Linked DNA regions of Xenopus laevis: region 2 is linked to region 1. A link is a contact called in public Hi-C data. All regions are on one chromosome and are shown on one strand. The core of a region is the stretch at or near the end of the contact, and the rest is flanking DNA. Distances in the headings are between cores, read along the strand shown. Region 1 has its middle 44 kb from the start of pcsk1.S. Region 2 holds the start of glrx.S (glutaredoxin-1).

What was found. A called contact is a pair of places that touch in the nucleus more often than the background predicts.
Region 2: a contact with region 1 is called in a Hi-C map of the XL177 cell line, with 3 times the contacts expected there. The contact joins the promoter of glrx.S here to the enhancer-like site in region 1. A contact is called at or near these places in 2 of 4 Hi-C or Micro-C datasets (the XL177 cell line and the XTC cell line).

What each region holds. Positions count from the first base shown.
Region 1 is chr1S:165,187,112-165,192,314 of Xenopus_laevis_v10.1, forward strand. No RefSeq gene overlaps it. Among protein-coding and RNA genes, the nearest start is that of pcsk1.S, 44 kb to the left of the region's middle. Within about 2 kb of position 1,425, at least 1 of the 7 cell types and tissues checked has an H3K27ac peak or open chromatin away from gene starts, as enhancers often do.
Region 2 is chr1S:165,346,438-165,351,857 of Xenopus_laevis_v10.1, forward strand. glrx.S (glutaredoxin-1) reads left to right here and starts at 3,140. Exons shown (of 3, transcript XM_018244367.2): 1 at 3,140-3,595. The coding sequence starts at 3,389.

The DNA of each region.
Region 1 (5,203 bases), core at 175-2,674:
CTGAGTTTAAATGCCAGTATATAATCAGTATATAATGTTATAAAGGGGCTTTGACTTACAATAAGGCTGTGGTTGTTACTTTATCCACATAACTCTGTATTTTCTTTATAGTTGCTTTTGTGCCACATGAGGCCTCTTATCATATGTAAGTAGTGATGGGCGAATTTGCGCTGCTTTGCCGAAAAAAAACGAAAATTTTCAATTTTTTTGACGCCGTCAAATTTTCCCAGCGAATTTTCATGGCCATCTCGCGAATTCACGCCTGGTGAATAAATTCGCCCATCACTACATGTAAGTGCTACACAAATGATGTACAGTACTTAATCTTACTTAGGTATGGGATCCGTTATCCAGAAACCCATTATCCAGAAAGCTCTGAATTATGGAAAGCTTGTGTCCCATAGACCCCATTTTATCGAAATAATCCAAATTTTTAACAATGATTTCCCTTTTCTAATAATAAAACATTGCCTTGTACTTGATCCAAACTAAGATATAATTAATCCTTGTTGGAAGCAAAACCAGCCTATTGGCTTTGTTTAATGTTTACATGATTTTCTACTAGAGTTAATATATGTAGATTCAAATTATGGAAATATCCATTATTTGTATAAAGAATGTGTAACTTGAAAAACACATTTAAAGTACTTACCCTTTACTCAGAAGCTCCAATGAGACAGAGAAGACAGAGAAGAGAATTAGGCCCCAGATAATCAAGGCGCACCACTGAACTAATACTTATGCTCAATACAATGACGTACACTGAATAAGTAGCCTTGTCTTGGCACATGAGCTTGCATATTTTGGCCACAGTGTGGTACTAACACCTCATTGTTTATTCATAGCATTTGTACAGGCTCACTTTCTCTTCATATGCAAATAATGAGTGCTGGTATATGGGAGCTTCTCATTGTTGGTCAACACTATAGATTGAGTTACACTGAGCTCTGACAATTTCATTGTTTTAACTTCAATGATATGTGTCAGGTATGAGCAGAACAAATCAGCTAAGTATACATTTCTATATAAAAATGTATAATTTTTGTTAAAAAAAAAAATGAAAATCACCATATTGCAGCCATTCTACTGTTAATAATTTTCTTGGTTAAAAATGACTGTTGTAAATCAGCAGAAATCAAAGCTTTTTGAGATTTGCCTGTTCAGGGCAAAAAATGTCTTTCAGGGTCCTAAAATGTCTAGAGGTTGACCGGTTTTACCTATATTTATTGAAATTGTATATAAATAAGGGCTTCATGGGGCCCCTATATCTTCTGGGCCCCCTGCAACTGCAGTGTTTGCTTCCTCTATAGTTATGCCCCTGGTGAAGGGATAGGAAAAGAAACAATGCCAATAAGTGCAGGATCCAGAGAGCCTATCCAAGCAGCAGTGCAGTAAAGGATTACTGATCCCACTTTGAGTTGTATTACACTAGAATCCTATTATATTAAAGGCAGTTAGGCAGGGTCAGGCCAAAATGTTGAAACGTCTTTTTGCAACCTTAACTGCTATGTTACTATGTTATACAATATTGCACACTGACTGTTTCAGACTCAAGTAGAAAGTGTTTATTCTGATGAGAGAAATCTCCTCCCTCCAGTGTCAATGAACACATGGCCCTTGATCTTTGCAACTCGGTATATTTATTGCAATGTTTGTCTGCACTCAGTAACACTGTCCACCACTGTGTATACAAGCAGCGCTATATGAAGATACATCTACATACATAAAAAATAGTACTGTAATTGTCTGTTACAGCGCATGTTGTTCAATGTCATAAAGGAGTTTAATTAAGCTGTTTATGGCTCCTACAGCACCTAATTATTTTACACTCTGTCCCCAGCAGTTAGAATAGGAGTAGTGAATTAGACAGATTAGAAAACCTTTTGCTTTAGAAAGGTATCAGTAATGTGTGTGAAATAGTGCCGCTATAACATGTAAATGATAAAAAAACAAAAATAAAAAATAATAATAATAATAATAATAATAGTGCCTTTTTCATGAAAAGCGATTCTATCCTTAATAATCATGGATAAACCTTCAATACATCAGCCATGTAAAATATGTCCTATTTGGAAATTTCCCTTCCTTCCTTATCTCCTTCTTTTTCTCTATAGAAATATTTTTTTTATATACACTCTATATACAGTTGTCATATTTATATACATTTGTATATAAAGCCACATAGGCAAAGTAGGTATCCGTAATGTGTGTGAAATAGTGCCGCTAGAACATGAAAATAAAAACAATAATAATAAATAATAATAATAATAATAATAGTGCCTTTATTATGAAAAGCAATTGGAATTGATTCTCCCTGCTGGTTCCCAAATCCAACTACCCTTAATAATCATGGATAAACCTTCAATACATCAGCCATGTAAAATATGTCCTATTTGGAATTTTCCCTTCCTTCCTCGTCTCATTCTTTTTCTCTATATAATTCTTTTTTATATAAACTCTATATACAGTGGTTATATTTGTATATTAAAAGTAGAATCACAAACTAAAACCTGTTAAATACAGGTACTGTTAGCTGTGATCATATTTATTGTTTCTGCTACAACAAAATCACATACATCTGCTCAGGTTGATATATTTGGAAGGCCTGCATCATGTGGCTTTATCAGCAAATAAAATCCTAACCTTGGAAGGGGGAAAAAAAAGAAGGTTCTCTTCACTAGGTGGCGCCAATGCTGCTTATATGCATTGGACTTGGCATGTTGAGCAAACGAATGTTCTATTTTATTTTCCATTATATAATGGCTGTCAAAGAAAAAAATACTGGAGTTTGAATTTCATGAAAAATGTAAATGGTTACAGAGGTTCTAGCAATGAGGCAAGTAAATTATAGCAACCAGTAAATTATTATTATCATTACAAAATTGCTCTTTGAAAAAATCGAATATATCTATATAATTTTAGAAAATAAACAATAATAACAAAATGCTACTTTCCATTCATAGCTCCAATGTGTGCAGCCATTAGATGCATGGAAAGGTCAATTTTGCCCAGGAGAAAGACATAAAAGGCCAGATTTAATTTGATGAGAAAAACCTCATGTCATGATTTATCTTATGAAAACTCAACAGGGGTAAATCTGGAAAGAGGGATGAAACTTACTTAAAATGAAGTGGCATGTTGGGTAAACTTGGACACTGTAATAAAAGGCTGCAGATTTAGTAACCTATAGCAACCAATCAGCAGGTAGAATGGTTAGCAGGTTAATGGTTAGATTATTGCTCGCTATGGGTAACTTGACTAAGGCAAACTTTTTTTTTTTAAATTTCCCATTTAGTGTTTATTAGCACACTAACATTTAATCTTGTTTGAAACTGCTCAGTTGTGCTGTCTAGCAATGGAGCATTCCTTATCTCTGACATGCTGGGAGTAGTTTGGTAACTCAAGGAACCGAGTGATACGCGCTCTCCTGCACAACAGCGCTCACGTGCTTTATCCACATATACAGCCAATATTGATATTGATTACATATACATATTGATTAAACATTCACCTTAAAGGACAAGAAAAGTTAAACTAAAGAAGTAGACTAGAAATGTTGTGCATTATGTTTTGGGCTTCTGTACCAGCCCATAGCAGCCAAAATCCCCCCGAGGGGTTGCTAAGCACTCCAGGCCCTTCCAAATACTTCTTTAGTGGGGGGCCCGGCACGCTCTTGTTGCGCTGCTGAATAATGATAAAACCCACACACACACACACATATATATATATATATATAGATAGATAGATAGATAGATAGATAGATAGATAGATAGATAGATAGATATATGAAAATATAGAAACCAACAGCAGGTACCACTTACTGATTAAACACCTGTTTAAAAAGCATATTGGTTGCTATGGGTTACTGCTCCTGGGCAAACGTTGTACTTTTTATTACATATGAGGGATAGTATCCCTTTACAATTTGTGGAGCGTGCAGGGTTAGTGACCACCAAAACAAAATTAAGGTCACTTCAAAACCATTTAGTTTGGTGAAGGAAAACATCTCTTGGTACCGAATAAGATCCACTGGGTCATCTGTATTTGCTAAATGCCAACTGTATTGGCCAGATCAGCATGTTGGAACTGTACTGCCCATTTGTTAAATATAGCATTGAGACTCCGACATGACTGCAGTCTGTGCAGAACGATGGGAAGGTTGGGTTTGCTAACTATAGAGGCTTGCCCACAAAATGACTGAACCTCTGAGGCCCCCCAAAGAGCCCGTGCCAACTATTGTGCCTTTAATTTTGGAGGAAATACAGGGTTCCTTTTGCACAATACTGTCCTGCAGAGAATCATATTCAAGCCATTCAAAGGCAAAGAAGCATTAGGAAATGAAAACACCCTAAGTGCATTGCATGACATAAACATACAAACCCAATGGGTTGTAGACTTCTGCCTTAACGATAATTGCACAATTTCTATTTTTTGTCTCTCTATAGTCTCTATCTGGTGGGTCCTTGGTGCCCCAGTCTGTTAATTGTGGTGTGACCAAAATCTGAGGTTGCACACAGTGGTCTGGCGTCATACAGGTAAAATTACAGGGGAAGAACTAATAATGTAGTGTTTCGAAATAACCATATAACCCACAAACTGACTTTTCCTGCCACGGTTTTGCTGCCGAATGTATTTAGGCAAAGTGACTGGGATGTTCTTGAGAAGAAATGCACGAATGACACGGTCATTATTATTATTCATTCACACAGACACTTACAATAACCCAGAGACAGTTTATAATAATGTACTTTTATCTGTGTTTTATTTTACCCTGTAAGGTGAAAGCAATGAATAAGACGTCTGGTGGGGAGACTAGTGGGAAAAGAAAAGGTCACAGTTATTTACCGAAAAGTTGCTCTCGAAATACCGTCAGCTTGAATGCCAGATCTCGGTGTTTTCATTTAGATTCAGGGCTCACAACATTAGCTTTGATCAATATTAAATGATGCCGGACGTGCATCAACAATAATGTGTGCAACACATCGTCTCAGAACAAAAGGTGGATGGGTAGTTTAGATGTGCCAGGCCTGCTTTGGCCAAGGAATATTGATCTGCCCTTGATACTGTCCAGCTTAGTGGTGAAATGGGTGGTTCACCTTGAAATTAACCTTTTTTAAAACAAAGACATTGATATTTTGAGACAATTGGCATTGACAATTGATTTAAATTTTTTATTTTTGGAACTTAAAGGGGTGTTTACAGA
Region 2 (5,420 bases), core at 1,890-4,389, 160 kb after region 1:
TGTTTTTTATCTAACTGTGCGTTCTGGATTAAAAGACTTTGTGCGAATATTCTACAAGAGGCAGTTCCAACAGGACGTGGCTTTTTAACTGTGAGTACCACAGGATCCAGAATAGTTGTCAAACAGGCATGGGTTGGTTCAGGCAGCGATACAGTAAGGTCAAAAACAGGCAAAAGTCAGGAACAGAAAATCAGACAAGAATCACACCCAGGAACTATCAGGAAATAGACCTACATTGGGCAATGAATCAGAGGTTTTATAGCCAGATTCATGGCTTATACAGATCACCAGTTTGATAGCAGGTGAAACAAGCCATGCTTACTTGTAAATTGCTAAGCACAGCCATAGGAGTGAACAATGACGGACTGGGAATGGACCTGGCCGTAAAGTCCTGGCCATAAAGTCCTACCCGTAGCAAAACACAACCCCCCCCCCCACCCAAACACCCGCCGTGCGTTCACCTTTTTCCGGCATGTCCGTAGACGGGAGGTAAAGAGAGCAAGTGCAGGGAGCGGGTCGGAGCCCAAGAGAGACCAGATTTTTTCCCAGTGTCCCACCAGCCGAGTCTGACCCTGGGAGTGAACCAGGGCCTTAGCTGTTTACTCACATAGAGTGGTGGTAATGCTGACAGCACAACAACAGCAGGTCCCTATTCAACTCTGTTTATATATAATAATACTGTGTATTGATTTAATTTTTCACACACTTTATTCAGTCTCCTAATCTCTTAGTCTTGCTAATAAACAATCTAAAGCTTTACCATGGACATGACTCAGCAAAGCAGCTGGTGCTGCTAATATTTGCTGTGCTTGTGTGAATGCATACTCCTTATACAAACATATGTTTTATGATACGATAAGATATGCTGCCTTCAAAATCTTCAAATCTGTGTACAGATCACTGAGAAAGGTCATCATATGGACTGATTGCACTTATTGCTCTTAGCCCAGGCATGTAGAAGAGATTGATTGGTGATTCAAAGGGTAAAGGCAACCCACTATGTTTAGAGATTCTGTTACTATCACCGTAATGCTACAACATTTTGCTTTTTGGCACCAGAAACGGTCACGTCTGCCTGCATCTGAGTGGACGTAATTTTGTGGTTGCAAGCAGTGCAGCAGATGAGGAGCAGCGGCAGCAGAGAAGAGGAATCTTCTCTGCAGGCTGAGATCCATATTGCCTGGCCTTAGCCTAAAAGTTGTAAAATTAATTTTAATGTACCTATACCACACACTTCCATAAAAAACTGCACTGCTACTTTAAAGGGGTGGTTCACCTTTGCAGTAACTTTTAGTATGTTATAGAACTGCTAATTCTATTGGTCTTCATTTTTTCTTTTGTATAGTTTTTGATAGTGATGCACTGAATCCACTATTTAGGATTTAGATTCGGTTCGTCCAGACAGAAGCATTCGGCCAAATCCTACTGAAAAAGGCAGAATCCTGACCGAATACCGATCCGAATCCTGGATTCGGTGCATCCCTAGTTTTTGAGTTATTTGCTTTCTTCTTCTGATTCTTTCCAGCTTTCAAATGGGGGTCACTGACCCCATCTAAAAACAAGTGCTCTGTACGGCTACACATTTATTGTTATTGCTACTTTGTATTACTCATCTTTCTATTCAGCTCCTCTCCTATTTATATTTTCAAATCAATGCTTGGTTGCCAGGGTCATTTGGACCCTAGCAATCAGATTTCTGAAATTGCAAACTGTAGAGCTGCTGAATAAAAAGCTAAATAACTCAAAAACCTTAAATAATAAAAAATGAAAACCAATTGCAAATTGTCTTAGAATAGCATTCTCTACATCATACTTAAAGTTAATTGAAAGGTGAACAACCCCTTTAAAGAATTTTTTTTTTACCTGTGCAGGCTACAAATAAATAGTATATGAGGATTCCAGATTCCTGAGCACTGAACCAGCTTTCAACTCTTCCCCCCATTTCCAGCCCCCTTTTCAATTTGTATTTATCCGCCATATTAAAAAAAAAACAATTTGGTGGATGGAATGAACAGTCTATAGATGGGCACTAAGAGAGCCTAAAAGGGGAATGGAAATTAGTGTGATTTGTACTGTATATGCTCTTTATCTATCATAGGTGTCCACCAGCGTCCTGATTGCCTGCATCTGGGTAACTAACACACACTTTTACACTAACACACTATTTTGGAGGGTTGCACAGATCTCACTGTGGAGCTATTTTTCCACTTATAGAAAATATAAATAGGCTCTTCTGCTATTTTGAGGATGGTCCTGTATATGCTACTACTTTTTTGGGTAGATTTAACACCAGAGCATGTGTAACACTAACACTATTTTTTAAAATGTTTTTTTATTAAATGTTACTTTAAAGTCGGCCATTAAAGTAACAAACCTGGGACTGCGGGTTGAGCTGTCAAAATCAGGACTGTCCCGCTTAAAACGGAACAGCTGGGAGGTATGTAAATAAGCTGCTGTGTAGCCATGGGGGCAGCCATTCAAAGGAGAAAAGACTCAGGTTACACAGCAGATAAGCTCTATAGAACATAATGATGTTATCAGTTATCCACTAATTAACCTGTGCCATATAGCCTTTTTTTCAATTTCTGCAATTGCTACACAGCAGCTTGTTTATATGAACTATAGTAGTGTTTCTGAAACAAACACACCAGTTTTACCAATGCAGGGCAACACTACATGATATTTTCATCACTTTAACAAACTTTAATTTTTTGGTGTTACTGTTCCTTTAAATAAAGCTTAGACATGTGGATAAGATCTGCTGGCACCCTAATATTTCTACTGACGTAGCACTTGAGAGTCACAGATCAGCACAAACACTTTTTCCGGCGGCTCAGCTGGGAAGGAGAATCTTTTGTAACAGCTGTGGCGAAAAGAAATCTTTCCCGGTTGTTACAGCAGTTGCACTCTATAATATTGTATGTATGCACGGGCTGTGGTTATGGCTGATTTACTCGGATAAATAAAACCATTGTGTGAGTGCAGCCATTATTGTAAAATGTGCAGTGTCATGCAAACATCATGCATAAAACAAATTCCCCTCCCATGTGAGGATCTGGCTTTTACTAGAAAAACTCCCTGCCTTTTTCTTATAGCTCCCTATGTGGCTCCTCCTCTGCTGGGTTCAGTTACATAAGCCCAGCGGCACTAGCCTGTGTCTCTTTCACTCTGTACAGTTAGTGAGAGCTGCAGAGTTAGTATGAGAGCTGCAGAGTTAGTGCGAGAGCTGCAGAGTTAGTGCGAGAGTGGCACAAGTTAGTGTGAGAGCTGCACAGTTAGTGTGAGAGTTGCCCAGTTAGTGTGAGAGTTGCACAGTTAGTGTGAGAGCTGCACAGTTAGTGTGAGAGCGGCGCAGTTAGTGTGAGAGCGGCACAAGCCTGGGGAAAACATGGCTCAGAACTTTGTGAAGAGCAAACTGAAAACCTCCAAGGTGACCATGTTCGAGAAGCCCACGTGTGCCTTCTGCATTAGGGCCAAGGGGATTTTAAAGAAATACAAGTTTAAGGCTGGACACCTGGAAATCATTGACATCTACAAGTTGGATTTCATTTCCAGCCTCCAACAGTATTTTATGGAGACAACAGGAGAGCGTACGGTGAGTGGAGGTGCTTCAGTAGGTTCATGGGATAAGGTGGGATTCAGCTGCTGCTCACATACAGAGATCAGATGATCCAGGGTTTCCGGGCGTTACTGCTGAGTCACACCTCAGGCTGTTTAAATGCTTTTCAGTTTGTATAGTAAGGAATAGGAAGATAATGTGTGAACAATTAATAAATGCTTTTCAGTTTGTATAGTAAGGAATCTGAAGATAATGTGTGAAAAATTAATAGATGTGTTATATATAGAAAGAGTTTAGAATTCTGACACATTCCGACACATTTCCAACCATTTCCTTGGTGATCCAACCCTACCATAAACCTGACTACTTTTACTCCTTAGTTGTAAATATAACTGCTGCTCAAAAGAGTATCTGCCTGGCTGTTAATTTTCTCAGCACTGCTGGTTCCGACTCCTAAAACAATGCATGCAGAATCCAGCTGAGCTGGAGGAGAAATTACTTTTACAGTGTTACAACACTGGGAGAACTGAATACAGCTTTTACAATTGTTTTTTTCAAATAACTTACAATTTTACAATCTATGTATTACAGCTGCTTAGAATTCTGTTTTCAAAAAAGCAAAAAGCAGTGTTCGGGTAGAGATTCCCTTTGTTAAAGTGGACCTGTCACCCAGACACAAAAATCTGTATAATAAAAGTCCTTTTTAAATTAAACATGAAATCCAATTTCTATTTTTTATTAAAGCATTCATAGCTGTTGTAAACTCATTTAAAAATCTCAGCTGTCAATCAAATATTGTCTGCTCCTCCTCTATGCCAGTGGCATAGAGGCGGGGCAGACAATTACTTTCACTTTCCATTCAGCACTTCCTAGATGTCACTGCTCTCCACACATTCCCCCTTTCTCTTTACCATATAACTGTGTGGCCAGGGCATGGGGATGGACATCGGGTCCCCCATTCTGGTGCACAAACAAGATTCTGAGATGATACAAGGCTTGTCTTAATAACAGTGTCCACAAAATGGCTGCTGCCTGCTTGTTATAATTTTGAAATCCCAGACTGAAGGAAGCAAGATTCAAATAATTGATATAGTGTTATTAAAGTTCATTTTGCTTGATTAATGTGATAAAATAGGATTTTGAATAATTTTTTTGGGTGACGGGTCCCCTTTAAAAGGCACTTCCTACCGAGCCTTATATATATATATATATATTGATACATGGCAGTTGCATATTTGCCGAACACACTCTTGATTGATGTGAATTGCATTCTGTAGGGTTATCAGTATCCATGTGTGTGTTTAATTCCTATCAGCAGGGGATCCTGATGATCAGTGTTTAAGGTTTAATCCCTTTGGGCAGGGCCTTCTTTACCTCTTGTATCAGTTATAAATTGAATATGTAAAGTATACACCCATTTATATGTTGGCATTTTATAAATACATGTAAATAATAATAATTATGGTGGGACTCCTCCAAAAATCTAATGAGATCTTACCACCAAAGTGACATTTTCTTGCACGTTGTATCTCATGCAAAAGATCTGCTCGGAACTGAATATAGTTTTGTAGTTCGCTTTTATAATCAGCAGCCCCTTCCCTGTCTGAATACATGCAGGATTGGACTCATAATGAAACATACACAAGTTCAAATGAGTTTGTGCAGTATCTTGTTATACTTCAATCAACATCCCATTAATACTTTTAATTTTATCCTTTATTATAAGAAAAGGCACCCAGATGCAGGGACCCCATAACAACCAATTGGATGTTTACTTTTAAACAGGTGACATTTAAATACTACCTGCTGATTCAGGGTCGGACTAGGCCACACCCAGAACCATGATGCAGAGACTTCTTCC